Regions from separate parts of the Sus scrofa genome. Here all the other regions are linked to region 3. A link is a contact called in public Hi-C and targeted proximity ligation data. All regions are on one chromosome and are shown on one strand. The core of a region is the stretch at or near the end of the contact, and the rest is flanking DNA. Distances in the headings are between cores, read along the strand shown.

Region 1 (4,626 bases), core at 1,168-3,667, 150 kb after region 3:
AAAAAAAATCCCAGAAACTTTGTTATTCAAATAAAAAAATTTCTTTGTTAGTTTTTATAGTGGTAAAATACGTACCATGAAATCAACCACGTTTGCGTGTACGACTCAGGGGCGCTAAGCGCATTCACGCTGTTGTACAACCATCACCGCCATCTCCTCCAGAACCTGTTCACCTTCCCAAGACTCTATCCCCATTAAAGAGTAACTCCCCCTCCACCAACCCCTGGTCCCCCCCCCCTTTTTTTTGTCTTTTGTCTTTTTAGGGCCACACCCGAGACATATGGAGGTTCCCAGGCTAGGGGTCCAATTGGAGCTGTAGCCACCGGCCTACACCACAGCCGCAGCAACACAGGATCCGAGCTCCATCTGCGACCTACAGCACAGCTCATGGCAATGCCAGATCCCGAACCCACGGAGCGAGGCCAGGGATGGAACCCACGTCCTCATGGATGCTAGTCGGGTTCGTTAACCACTGAGCCACGACGGGAACTCCCCCAGTTCCTCTTGCTTGCTGCCTTACGTTCTTCTTTCCTTAGGGTAACTGCACTGAAGTCTTTAAGCCGATCAGCTCTTGTGTTTGGGGGGATGACCAGGAAGTGGGAGACGGGGCCTGATCTGAAGACAGGGAATTGTAAGAAACCAGAGTCCTTGCTGGCAGCTAGGAAGGGAAAGGACAGCAGGCCGGATCCCACGAAGCCTGGAAGAGAGTAGAAAAAAGGGGTCAGCCCGCAGCCAGTGGGAGGTCCGGGTGCCCCTGGGGGCCAGACAGGCCGCAGGACCAAGAAGCTCAGGGAAGCATCAGCGCTGCAGCCGCCCAGGGAACGGGAGCAGGAGGGCTGGCTGGTCCCCGTCACCACATCTGAGACACTTTCATTCTCACTCCAAATGTTCCCAGTAATTTTCTGTTCAATTTGGTAGCAATACACCCACTTAATAGCAAATCCAATTACTGTGGCTTCTCCCCATTTGTTACCTTAAGGAAGTGGGTTTTTCATACATTAGAGCTTATAACGAATTACTCAAAGCAAGGAAGCCAAATTTCACTCTCATTCCTGGTTCTCAGTTTTTCAGTTTGGTTTTTTGCTTTGGTTTTTTAGGGCTGCACCCGAGGCATATGGACATTCCCAGGCTAGGGGTCAAATCGGAGCTGCAGCTGCCAGCCTACACCACGGCTCATGGCAATGCCAGATCCTTAACCCACCGCATGAGGCCAGGGATCGAACCTGCATCCTCTTATCCTCATGGATCCCAGCCGGATTCATCTCCACTGCGCCACATGGGAACTCCCATTACAGCTGGTTTGTTTTGAACAATCATGTCACAGAGATGAGGGTGTTTCTTGGGTAAAGAACCGAGGAGGACAGGGCTGGCGCTGGTGCTACGGGCTGCAGTGGGAGCTGGCCGTCGGCCACCAAGGAGAGGACGCAGCCTTGGACGACTCGGTGAGGGAGCAGAGCCACTGGGCAGGAAGGAGACATTCAGTCTGTCTGGTTTTATAGGGCAGCGATAGTGAAGGGCTGGGTTCGCCTGAGACTGGAGGGCTTTGGATCTTGCAAGTGGGAAGGACGAGGGGTTCAGGGGCGCTCAGGTCTCTGTCCAGGGCTGGGAGGTGAAATCCTGCTCCTCCGAGCCAGGAACTGTATGCTGTAAAGAGCAGCTCCAGGAACAGGCTGACAGCACCCGCAGGGCTTGGCAACCCTCCGTGGACCCGTTTGCCGGGGCTGGAGGGGCTCCTGTGGAAGCAGCATCTCTCCAAGGAGCCGGCAGTGTAGTGAGCAAGAGTCTGAGCACCCCTTCCAGCACCTTCCAGGGTGACTTCTTGGCACTCCTCGGCAGTCTGGTTTGTCACTTTTCTCCCCAGACCATGGACGTCCCAGGTTGACTTCTGTCTTACTTAGCTGTTTATGCTTAGAGTCTGACACACAATTGCAATGAAATGAAGGCAAGTTTTTATCTTGGCCTCGCCCACAGCAAGCAGAGGTTCCCGGGCCAGGGGTCAAACTGACATCAGATCCTTAACCCGATGAGCCACCAGGGAATTCCAAGACATTGGATTCTCACTGCAAATCCTGGAAAACAAAAAATTACTCTTGCCAAATGCTTCGAGCCCTGGTCCGCTGGTCCTCGGTCTGTTGCACAAAATTCTCAATCCCCGAGTAGGGCCAGGGAGCCAAATTCTGCAGTCTGCTCTCATCCTTAGAATGCTATGCGTGTATTTCCCTAATGAGGACGTGCCACCGCTTTTATGAGCCTCACGGAGCCCAGGACAGTTCACGCGGATGGAGGGCGAGGTTACCAACACCAGACTTTGTGAGGCACACACATCCAGCGTCACCCAAATATAGCCAGTCTGACCTCTCTGGCTGCAAAAAGCAGCCCTAAGCGCTCTGACGTTCCTATCGTGAAACAGGAGAAGGAATGTCCTTCCCAGCTCATCTCCTGAGGACACTGCGGGCCTGGCAGGAAAGCATCACTTCCTGCCCATGACTGAGATGCATTACATCACAGGGGCCATGACTTCCAAGTCCTATTTTTAGAGGTGATGAGGAGGAAGCCAAGTCCGGCTTCGCGTGGGAAGCAGCCCAAGGGTTCTTCCCTGAGCCCGAAGGTCCAGGGGGCCACAGCTTCCAAGACCACCTCAGTTTCTCACGCCGACCTCGTGCACATCCTGAGTCGCCTCGTGGCCTCACAGGGGGCAGCAGAGGATGTTCCCAGGCAGCCTCTCAAGTCCAGCGAACTGTCCTGCCACCAGAGCCAAGGTCAAGCTGTAAACCTGAGTCTGTATTTCCCTTGGGCTGTGCTGAAGGCTGTAGCCCACGTCCCTTCCTACAAACCAGGTCTGGGGACAGCTTAAGAGAGGATGACGTGTTCCCAAAAGTGCAAGATTGAAAGAGACTCTAAAGCCCATTGCTCTTGGACAATAAAAATGCTTAGAATTCAATGAAAAAAAGGCCAAGGGCTCATTGTTGGTGGTTTTTGTCTTCCGTAGGGCCACACAAATGGATGTTCCCAAGCTAGGGATTGAATGAGAGCTGCAACTGCCGGCGTACACCACAGCTACCACAAGCAACTCGGGATCTAAGTCGCGTCTGCAACCTACACCACAGCTCACAGCAACACCAGATCCTTAACCCATTGAGCAGGGCCAGGGATTGAACCCACGTCCTCACAGACACTAGTTGGGTTCGTTACCAGTGAGCTACAGCAAGAGCTCCGGCATATATCTTTTTGAATTAGAGTAAAAACTATTTTTTTTTTTTTTTTTGGTCTTTTTGCCTTTTCTGGGGCCGCTTCCCGAGGCATAATTGGAGCTGTAGCCTCCGGCCTACACCATAGCCACAGCAATGCGTGATCTGAGCCGTGTCTGCAACCTACACCATAGGTCACAGCACCACCAGATCCTCAACCCACTGAGTGGGGCCAGGGATCGAACCCGAAACCTCATGGTTCCTAGCCGGATTCATTAACCACTGTGCCACCAAGGGAACTCCCTAAAACTACATTTTAAAACAAAGACCTGGAGTGTTGTCACTGCAACAGCTTGGGTGACTGCTGTGGTGCAGGTTGGATCCCTGCCCTGGGAACTTCCACATGCCATGACTGTGGCCAAAAAAAGCCCCCAAAAAGTTAAAGAAAATAAAGAATACCTATATATGTACATAAATAACTGAATGACTTTGTTGTATGCCAGAAACGAACACATTGTAAATCAACTATACTTCAATAAAACAATTTATTTTATAATGATTTTTGTTTTTTCCATTATAGCGGGTTTACAGTGCAAGAAAACAACTTTTAATTGAAAAAACTAGAACAAAATGTGGCTTTAAAGATTCGAAATCATGTAAAATAAAGGCAAGAGAGGGAAGGCCTTCTGTGCCCATGGCCCCTGTTCCACTCCCACATCTTCCATCCAGAGAGGAAGGCCTTGCTGTGAAGGTCAATGTTATGTGTCACCAGGACTGGGCCCAGGGACGCCCAGATGGCTGGTGAGACATTATTTCTGGGTGTGCCCGTGAGGGCGTTTCTGAAAGGGATTAGCATTTGAATCAGTAGGCTGAGTGAAAACTGGTTCAAACCAACCTGGGGTGGTATCATCCAAGACTCTGAGGGTCTGGATACGATGAGAAGGGCAGAAGGACCACTTCTGCCCCTTCTTGAGCTGGGACGTCCACCTTGTCCTGCCCTTGACATTGGAGCTCTAGCTTCTGGTCCTGGAGGGTTTTTGTTTGTTTGGGGTTTTTTTAGGGCCGCACCCATGGCATATGGAGGTTCCCAGGCTAGGGGTCTAATCAGAGCTGTAGCCGCCAGCCTACGTCAGAGCCACAGCAACGCAGGATCCGAGCCATGTCTGCAACCTACACCACAGCTCACGGCAACGCCAGATCCTTAACCCACGGAGGGAAGCCAGGGATCAAACTGGCCACCTCATGGTTCCTAGTCAGATTCGTTTCCACTGTGCCACCACAGCAACTCCCCTGGTCCTGGAGGGTGAAGCCATGCAACTTCCCAGTTTTCCAGCTGGTGCCTCTCAGCCTCCATAACTGCCCAAAGTAACTTCGCTCTTCTGATTTCATGTGCATCGTACTGGTTCTGTCTCTCTGGAGAAGCCTGACTTATACACGC
Region 2 (4,439 bases), core at 222-2,721, 160 kb after region 3:
GACGGCCAGGGGCCCAGCAGAGGCGCCAAGGAGGAAGACGAAAGAGCCCCCGGGGAAAACGCAGGGTCGCAGGCCCGACGGCACTGCACGCTTCAATGAGACGGCAGTTAGAAATGTTTCCTGCATCAACAACTAAGTCAGTGGCAGGTAAACTCCGAAGGAAGAACTCCCCACACGGTCCACCAGCCCAGCTGCCTTTAAAACGGAGTGACCCCACCTCAAGGAGTATGGGAGAAGACACCAGAACATTTTTGCCTAGTTCATTCTTATCTTGTCACTTTTTCTGTGTTTTATAATACATACCATATTTTGGTAGTGCAAAATACATGGTTTATAAATAAGTGTACGTATATATATATATGCTTATTTACATCATGTGGGTAGATACATCTCTCCATGGGGCATGCTCGAAACTTTGTATCTACACAAGTGACCATTACACTACGTAACAACAGATACAAATATATTTGAGCAGTAAAAAAAGCCCTATACAAACATAAGGTGCAATTCTTTTTTAATTTAGATATAATTGTCATAACATTAGATTAGTTTCAGGTGTGCAACATGGTTTGATATCTGTATATATTGCAAAATGATCACAGTAGGACATCTATCACCACGCATAGTTACACCTGTCCTTTTAAGAGATGCAATTCTGGCTACGAATCAAAATAAACACTTTCAAAGTTCACCAAGTCAAATCTAATTAACTTCTCTCGACAGTTCTTGCAAATGAACTGTGCAAAGCATATTATTTTAAACCTTACATTTATTTTACTGATCTGAGATGTACTAAGGATGAGTATTTTCCTGAAATGGAAATACTCCTAAATATGTATTTTTGAAGTCTGAAAAAAAAACAGGTCATTTAATAAGGGCCAACTCTCAGGAAAATTAATTTCTAACACTTTTACTATGTCCTTGTACAAGGATTTAGTACCATTCAGAAAGATGACGTATTGCCAGAATCATATTAATATGTCTTATATTAGATATCATTAGTGTAATCATACAATCTGTAATAATAATCATTGCACTTAATAATGACAGAATAAGGTCTTGTAGTTCTTAAGTATGTCCAGTAATAAACTATGTATTTATTTAATTCTCTTAACAACTACAGTAGGTCGGTGAAACCTTTCGGCTCTAAGCCCTCAACTGGCCAACTCTCCCCCATTAGACTGTTACACACTTTACTTATATTTTGAGAGCCCAAAACAACTTTCAAATACTTTCTGAACATGCACACGCCACTGTGGTGAAACAGATGCTGTGGTTTACTCTCACGGTACTGCATACATTCTACTACACCAGAGTGCCAAAGCACGCTCGACGACACGGCCAACTGTCCTTGGCCGCAGCTGGCCCGTCATCGCCCACTCCTAACCCTCCAGGTTAAGTCTACAAACTACTAAGCAGCATGAATGATCACAAAACAGTATACCCACAAAAGCGGAGACCTGCCCCCCAGAATGAGGAAGTCTGTTGTGAAGCTCAAGACAGTATAAATCAGGAAAAGGGAAGCGCAGGACTGGGAGACGTTTCTGAGCTTACTCACTCCTTACCTCCCCCCTGGGCCCCCCCCCCAAAAGGTGACAAAGGTTGAGAACACAATCAGAGGCCAGAGGGTGGGCCTGTCCAGGGTCCTCCGCAAGAGTCCCGCGGCTGCAGACAGCGGGCCTGCTGCGTGACAGTGGGTCTGACCCAGTTAGGCGGCGGCTGCCCTCCTGGGCTGCCGTCACTGTCCCTTCCCCAACCTGAGCTATTAATGGCCTCAGGGACCTGACGGTCTGGATACCAACGCTCTAGAAACTAAAAATAACCCAGCCTCTATGCCCTGAAAGCCAGCTGGCAAGGCTATTCCCAGAGGGGCTGTGTGGGGGTGGGGACACAGCGAAAGGAGCAGGTGCTGCTCGGCCAGGGTGGACAATGGGCCTGGAGCGGGTCCTGCCTGAGGAGGCTCACCAACTGCTCCAAGGCCACCTTCACGGTTTTTTTTTTTTTTTAATTCAAGTATAGTTGATTTACAACATTGTATTAATTTCAGGTGTACAGCAGAGTGATTCAGTATTTTCACAGACTCCCCTAAAAGTTATTCCAAGATGATGGCTCTAATTTCCTAGACTGTACAAAATACCTTGTTGCTTATCTGTTTTATACACAGTAGTTTGCATCTGTTAATCCCAAACCCTAATCTGCCCCTCCCTCCTCCCCCTCCCGTAACCACTGGTTTTCTTTCTTTCTTTCTTTATAGTTATTTCCCAATACAATGTTTTTCTCCTGTACAGCATGGTGACCCAGTTACACATACATGTACACATTCTGTTTTCAATGTCTGTGAGTCTGTTTCTGTTTTGCACATACATTCATTTTAATTATGTTTTAGATTCCACATGTAAGTATCACAGCCTCTCAGCTTTCAGGTGTTAATCTTAGTGGACTTACTGTCACTGAGGTCACTGAGCTCACAACTAAAACCACCAGACTGAGGAGGTGGCTGAAACAAATTCCTCAAGTTGCTTCACAGCGTAGAGGATGAGAAAGAGGAAGGGCTGGTCATCTCTGCGTTAAACTGAATCATAACCACAGGAAGCAGACACACATACTGAGTTCCTGCCACGGACCACTCGGCGAAGCCAAATCACACCTGCGCGCTAACCGGCTCCACAGCTCCTGCAGGTCACCGCCCTGTCGCCTCCTTCCGCCACCAAGATGCTCCAAGATGCACTCACAGGTCCGAGGGGCGAGGAGGGTGGGCCGAGCTGGCTGTGTCCTCTTTCCTCAGGCTGTCGTGAGGCCTCAACGTGCAAAAGCACCGAGCCCTCTCTGACCAGCATCCCTCACATCCAATAAACAGCTGTTAGTACCACGCCAGAAGAGCGTTTTAGGGAACCAGGACAAAAGGCTGCTGAGGACAAAGGAACCACTGGATGGCAACGTGGAAGTGGCCTGACCACTGCAGGCTTCGTGGTGGGGGGGCAGAGGCCCAGACTGGAACGGCTGAAGGGGAGGGAACCCCCAGGCACCCCCCACTGCTGGAGGAAGCACACAGTTCAACAACCTCAGTGGAGAGAAAGTGGGCAATAACTTCACAAATTATTTACAAATGAGTATAATCTTTCCTTTGGGACTCTACACCTACAACTTTTTGCTGCAGACTGAATCAGCAAGTGTTTGCTGAGGTCCTGCCCCAGTCTGGGCATTAGCATCAGAACGTGTACCAAGCAAAGGGCTGTCTGCTTGAAGCACACTTTTTTTTTTTTTTTTTTTTTGGTCTTTTTGCCATTTCTAGGGCCGCTCCCGCAGCATATGGAGGTTCCCAGGTTAGGGGTCAAATCGGAGCTGTAGCCGCCGGCCTATACCACAGCCAGGCCACGCCGATCCAAGCCGAGTCTGCAACCTATACCACAGCTCACAGCAACGCGGATCCTTAACCCACTGAGCAAGGCCAGGGATCGAACCCACAACCTCACGGTTCCTAGTCGGATTCGTTAACCACTGTGCCACCACGGGAACTCCCTTGAAGCACACCTTTGAGTGAACGTATGTACAAGGACACACACGGTTTTCCCTGGCAGTATTGTCTGTAGAAAGGTCGTTTTGGATCAATATTGTACACCAAATACCAGATAAACTCCAACACTTTACAGTTAAAAGTAAAACATGATATATTAGCACCAGAATACGTTACACGCGAATTCCTTAGATCTTCAGAGTTGGGAAGGCCTTTCTATGACAAAACCCATAAGTCAAAAAAGACTATTAAATGCGACTCCGTAAACTTCAGTATGGCAAAAATACATCATAAACAAAGTCAAAAATATACTAACTGGAAAAAAACGTCAACTTGTCTCAGACAATACCGTCTTTTCTGTTTCTTTTCAGCTGTACCCAAAAAGTGACAACTCCGGATCCTTAGCCCGCTTCACCACAAGGGAACACCAAGACAACTCTTACCTAATAGACAGAAAGCTCTAAGAAACCCACTGGAAAAATGGGCAAAGAACATGTACAGTTCACCAAAAAAGAGATGCAAATGAGTCTTTTTCTCATACCACCTTGTCCTTTAACGCAAGCAGGCAGGCAAGCCTGCTGGCTCCAACACCAAAATACACCCTCAATGCAATCCTGCTGCTGTCTGATGAACAGCACTTTTCTCCTGTTTCTCTAAGGTTTGCCCCCCCCCCCCGCTAAACCCCTCAACCCCACCCCCCATCCCCGCTCTTACCACGAAGTCAGAGTGATTTTTTTCAAATGGTTAAATGCAGAGTTAACATATGACCCAGCAATTCCACCACTAGGTACATAACCAAGAGAAATGAAAATATATGTCCACGCAAAACCTATACAGGCATATCTTGCTTTTTTTTTTTTTTCTTTTTCTTTTTGCCTTTTCTTGGGACACTTCCTGTGGCATATGGAGGTTCCCAGGCTAGGGA
Region 3 (4,282 bases), core at 558-3,057:
TGCGTAGCCCGCGCTTGCGTAGCCCACCCGTGAGGCTGGAAAAGTACAGAGAAGGTCTCCTTTCACCTGAAACTGAACCGTCAGTAAAGCCGCTGGAGCCTGGCCCGCCCGTCCCCTGTGCCAGCGTCGGAGTCGTCCGGGGATGGGTTTGCCGACCCCCGCCCTGACGCTGGGGTGCACCCTCGGGACCTTGACCTAGCCCTGGATGCCCAAGGTCCCCAGGTTCCCCTCTGTGAGGGACCTGGGTGAGGCACCAGGTGTTCAGGGGGCAGGCCCGCCCCTCGGCCACAGTCACTCGATTGTCGCTGGAGGCACAGGTGGCCCGCAGCACACTGGTGTGAGAGGAGCAGAGCGTGCAGGGTGGGTGTCCTGGTGGGGGGGCCCTGCTGGCGGCATTGGGAGCCAGTGGGAAGAGTCAAGCAGGAAAAGGAAGCTGAGAGGCTGCGTGCTGTGTGTTTTCTGCGCACTGTTGCCTTTGCACACTGGTTCCCACGAACGGCTCAGTGATTTGGGGGAGGGGCCTGGCCTCTGGGGTGAAGCAGCGAGGGCTCTGTGTGCGCAGTGGGCCTGCAGGGATTCTGCGCTTTGGCCAAAATCATCCCTTCCCCCTGCGGGTCTCCTGCAAGGAGCACCGCTTGAGGCCACCAGCTCGCCCACAGAGCCGGCCCCAGGGGAGGGAGAGTGGCAGGCGAACCCCAGCAGCGGACACTTGGTAGTCCGGCTGCGTGTCTGGGGTCAGGTGGTGGCCCTGTTCCTGTCCTGGACGTGATGGCACCTGTGCTGTGAGCTGACCGAGGGCCCCCAGGCCGAGCATCTCTGGGGGGGCGGAGGACGGAACTCTGCCTGCCTGTGTGTCTGCTGTCCTGGTCCCTTGACCATTTACCTCTTTCAGACTCCTGTTCTCTGGCACCTTTGAACTCAGTGTCTTTGGCCTAAGAGCTGTTCTTGCCTGACGCCCAAATGCCTTCTGCTGGGGTGAGAGTGGGCTGTTTCCGTGGGGATGCGGCCCTCAGGCATCACATGAACTGTTTTCAGTAAAACTCAGAGCTGCAGCTCATCCGTGCTCCTCCTCATGTAGGACTGATTTCAGGCAACGAGCTACTGAGAACTGGTCCTAAGTGTGATTACCTAATGCACACAGAGCATAGGCCCTAAACGTATTGTAAAACCATCATTAAAATCTGTTTCCCAACCTTTGCTTTTTAGGTGATTGAAAACTTGGCCTCAGAGCAAAGAATTCACTAGTTACGGTAAGCTGTCGGCCTACGTCTGTTTGCCTAGTCGTTCGGGGAGCCACCAGGGGGCCCCAGAGAGGAGCGCTGGGCCGCGGGCGGCGCTGGGAGCAGAGGGAGACGGAGCCGCTACCCGGGCGGGGGAGAGGGTTGGGTCCCTGAACTCAGTCGCTCCCTTCCCTCCTCCTGGTAAGAAAAGGAGGGAAGGTTGAAGCTTCAGAATCAACAGTCACTTGATAAACATTTGAAAGCTGGAGAAGCCATCGCCTCAACCCAGACGCAGCTCCCAGTTGGCCTGAGCGAGGAGATCCCTCCCCGCCCACCCGTCCTTGAGCTCCGGGCACCCCCAGCCTCCCCCAGCTGTGGGTACCGTGCCCAGCCTGGAGCCCTAGCCTCGCTAGATCTCAGGCCTGCTTCAGACAACTAGGACTTGGCTTTGTTTGAGGTTCGGGCGCTTTGGGGGAGCACATCAGGCGTGGGGTGTCATTTTCCACTGGTTTCATTCGGCGGCCCTGGGAGGCAGGACCTGGTGGCGTGAGCCCTGACGTGCTGGGGCGCGGGGGCGGCCAGCCAGCCCCTGGGCTCTGGGAAGGCAGTTTCGTCCAGACGGGTAACTTCAGCAAAGGGGGGGTTAAATGGATGTCCGGAACCGTCTGCAGATTAATTCGCAGCTGATTCACGCCCGTGGCCAGTGCGTGCTCCGGGCCAGGTCTACGCCCGAGTCAGGAATGAGGAGAGGGCGGGACGAGCGCAGCGGGGGCCCGGCGGGCGGGACCCGCGCCCAGCAGGTGGCGCCCTCCTCGAGGGAGCGGCACCAGCTGCCTGGGCTCCTGCGTTTAGAACCGCCTGGTTCCTGGACTGCCCTTCAGGAGGGCGGTTGCCTAAGGAAGAGGAGTGCCCCCCCCCCCGCACCCCCCGCCCCGGGTGGGTGCCGGGGTGGGGGGACCTCCCTGGGCCCTTTGTTCCAACTTCCTGCCTCTGGCCGACTAACTAACTAACGCCTGTTGCCTGCTGTCTTTCAGATTCAACGTGTTCAACAGAAGCCATCCCCAACCCAGCTTAAATTATAGAGAAAATAACTTTGTTCAAATCTGCGTGGTGCTTCTTTAGTAAATACTGTACAGATTTTACCATGGAGGACTTTTTTTTTTAGTTTTTACCTTTTCTTAATTACCCTTATTCCAAATGGACGAACACTTTCTACAACTGCTGACCACTGTAAAATACTGTGTATATAAATCACATTGAAATAACGCCCTGGACTAGAACATCTCAAATGCTGCTTAATCACAGACTCAGGTTGATCACTCGTATTCCATGTAACGCTCCTCCGAGTTAGCTAGCCGGTGCAAGACCAGCCGGGACACCATGGAATTATTAAAAGTACAAACTGACAGTGTGTATATTTAATTTAAAAACTTATTTAAAGATTCACACGCTCTCAATGAGACTTTTGAGAGCAGTCTGTTTTCTGTAATGTCTGATACTAGAAACTAATTTGCTTCATATTTTAGTTGTATTCAAGATTTGAAGATGTATTTTATAGACAAGTTCTGTTTTTGAACTTCGTGGAACTATTCCAATCAATTTACCAGTTATGATGCGTATTTACATTATGAATGTATAATCCAAACATTATTTGTAAGGCCTACAGTATGTTTTTATTACCTAACTTTTTTATACAGTGTCTCTTGTCTTGACTATGATATTGGAGTCTGAGTTGTCGGCTTGGTCCCTTAAAGTTTCTAGTTACAGACAAAATCATACTGTGATTTTATTTTTAATATGGATATGCTATCAAACTGTGATACACTTATAATTCACTGGTCCTGCATCAGGAGATGGAGTGGGGAAAACTGTATTTGATACAGTTCGTATCTGAATAATCTGTATGGTTTATACAGTTTGTGTTGTTCAGAGATGTCTAAAGAAGTTTGATCTTTGTTTTTTTAAAGATTAAAAAAGCACTTGCCCCACTGTAAATATACAGCATGGAAAATTTATATAGTATATAAATGGCAGCAAATTAAACCTTTTTTGTGTCTTTTTCATTTATTTTTTCCCGCTCTTTTCCCCATTTACTCACCGACGCTGCTCATGGGCTTCTTCCTCTGCGTTCACTGTCTCAACATCTCCAGGGCACAAGCCACGGGCTCTCGGCCCCAGACTGGAGGTACAGACAGACCCCAGACGGGTGCGGGGAGTCTCCTTATTTTAAAGAAGCCAGTCATAGGCCGTGTTGTTTTAACAGCGTGTTTTTATTTAATGAACACACTATTTGCAGTCTGACAGCCACACACCCTGCAACGTTACTGCTCACTTTACAGCAAAATGTCAATATAGGCTATTTCTTCATGCGCCTTGTGGGAGTCTATACAATGAAGAACAAGCACTCCAGAAATCAATCTATATGTACATTATTTACATATTAACTATATTTACTGTCAATAGAAATGTTCTCTAAGAAAAAAATAAAACAAGAAATCACAATGTGTGGTTTCTGGTCTACAACAGACCTAACTTCTTAGCAAAGCACATCTATGTAGATATATGCATTTTAACTCGAAAAATATGCATTGCTTTATATGCAGCATTAAATGCTGCTTCACCCATGAACAGCTCCTGTTCGGACTCCGTTTGGTACCACATTAAACTGCTCAAATATGTTCCACATCCTGACGACACTGGCTTGTCTGGGTCCAGGGTCGGCCAAGTAAACCTTGGGTTAAGGGCGGCGGGCGGGCGGGCCCTGGAAGCCGGGTCTCCCGGGCAGGGACCCCCTTCCCCGCCTCCTGCCCCTGGTCTCTGGAGGAAAACTCTTTGGCCAGAGCGGGGGCAGGTCATTCAAGCACTGAGTGCAGACCGGCGCGGGGGAGGAGGAGGACAGGCCAGCTCGGTGAGGTCCGGGTGGGCGGCCGCTGGCCACGACCCGCCCACACAGCCCTGCCCCGGCAGGTGACAGCTTAGGCCTCTCAGGTTAACACTGTCGCCACAGAACCTGGAATTAGGATGTCACCAACACTCCGATGGCAAGTGACAACAAAGATCCT

What was found. Hi-C and Micro-C count contacts between places; a contact is called where the count stands out from the background.
Region 1: a Hi-C map of subcutaneous adipose tissue shows a contact between it and region 3, with 5 times the contacts expected there. A contact is called at or near these places in 2 of 5 promoter capture datasets (fetal skeletal muscle and liver), 28 of 47 Hi-C or Micro-C datasets (adipose tissue, alveolar macrophages, blood and 16 more) and 2 of 2 datasets of targeted methods (alveolar macrophages and skeletal muscle).
Region 2: a targeted proximity ligation map of skeletal muscle shows a contact between it and region 3. A contact is called at or near these places in 1 of 5 promoter capture datasets (liver), 11 of 47 Hi-C or Micro-C datasets (adipose tissue, blood, embryonic fibroblasts and 7 more) and 2 of 2 datasets of targeted methods (alveolar macrophages and skeletal muscle).

What each region holds. Positions count from the first base shown.
Region 1 is chr3:4,856,347-4,860,972 of Sscrofa11.1, reverse strand. No RefSeq gene overlaps it. Among named protein-coding and RNA genes, the nearest start is that of CYTH3, 42 kb to the left of the region's middle.
Region 2 is chr3:4,837,898-4,842,336 of Sscrofa11.1, reverse strand. The region is part of intron 2 of LOC110260073 (alpha-2C adrenergic receptor-like); the gene reads right to left. Among named protein-coding and RNA genes, the nearest start is that of RAC1, 37 kb to the right of the region's middle.
Region 3 is chr3:5,001,391-5,005,672 of Sscrofa11.1, reverse strand. It overlaps USP42 (a long non-coding RNA gene), which reads left to right. Exons shown (of 18, transcript XR_002342221.1): 17 at 1,207-1,250; 18 at 2,255-3,267. CYTH3 (cytohesin-3) reads right to left here. Exons shown (of 13, transcript XM_021086079.1): 13 at 3,472-4,282. Among named protein-coding and RNA genes, the nearest start is that of USP42, 45 kb to the left of the region's middle.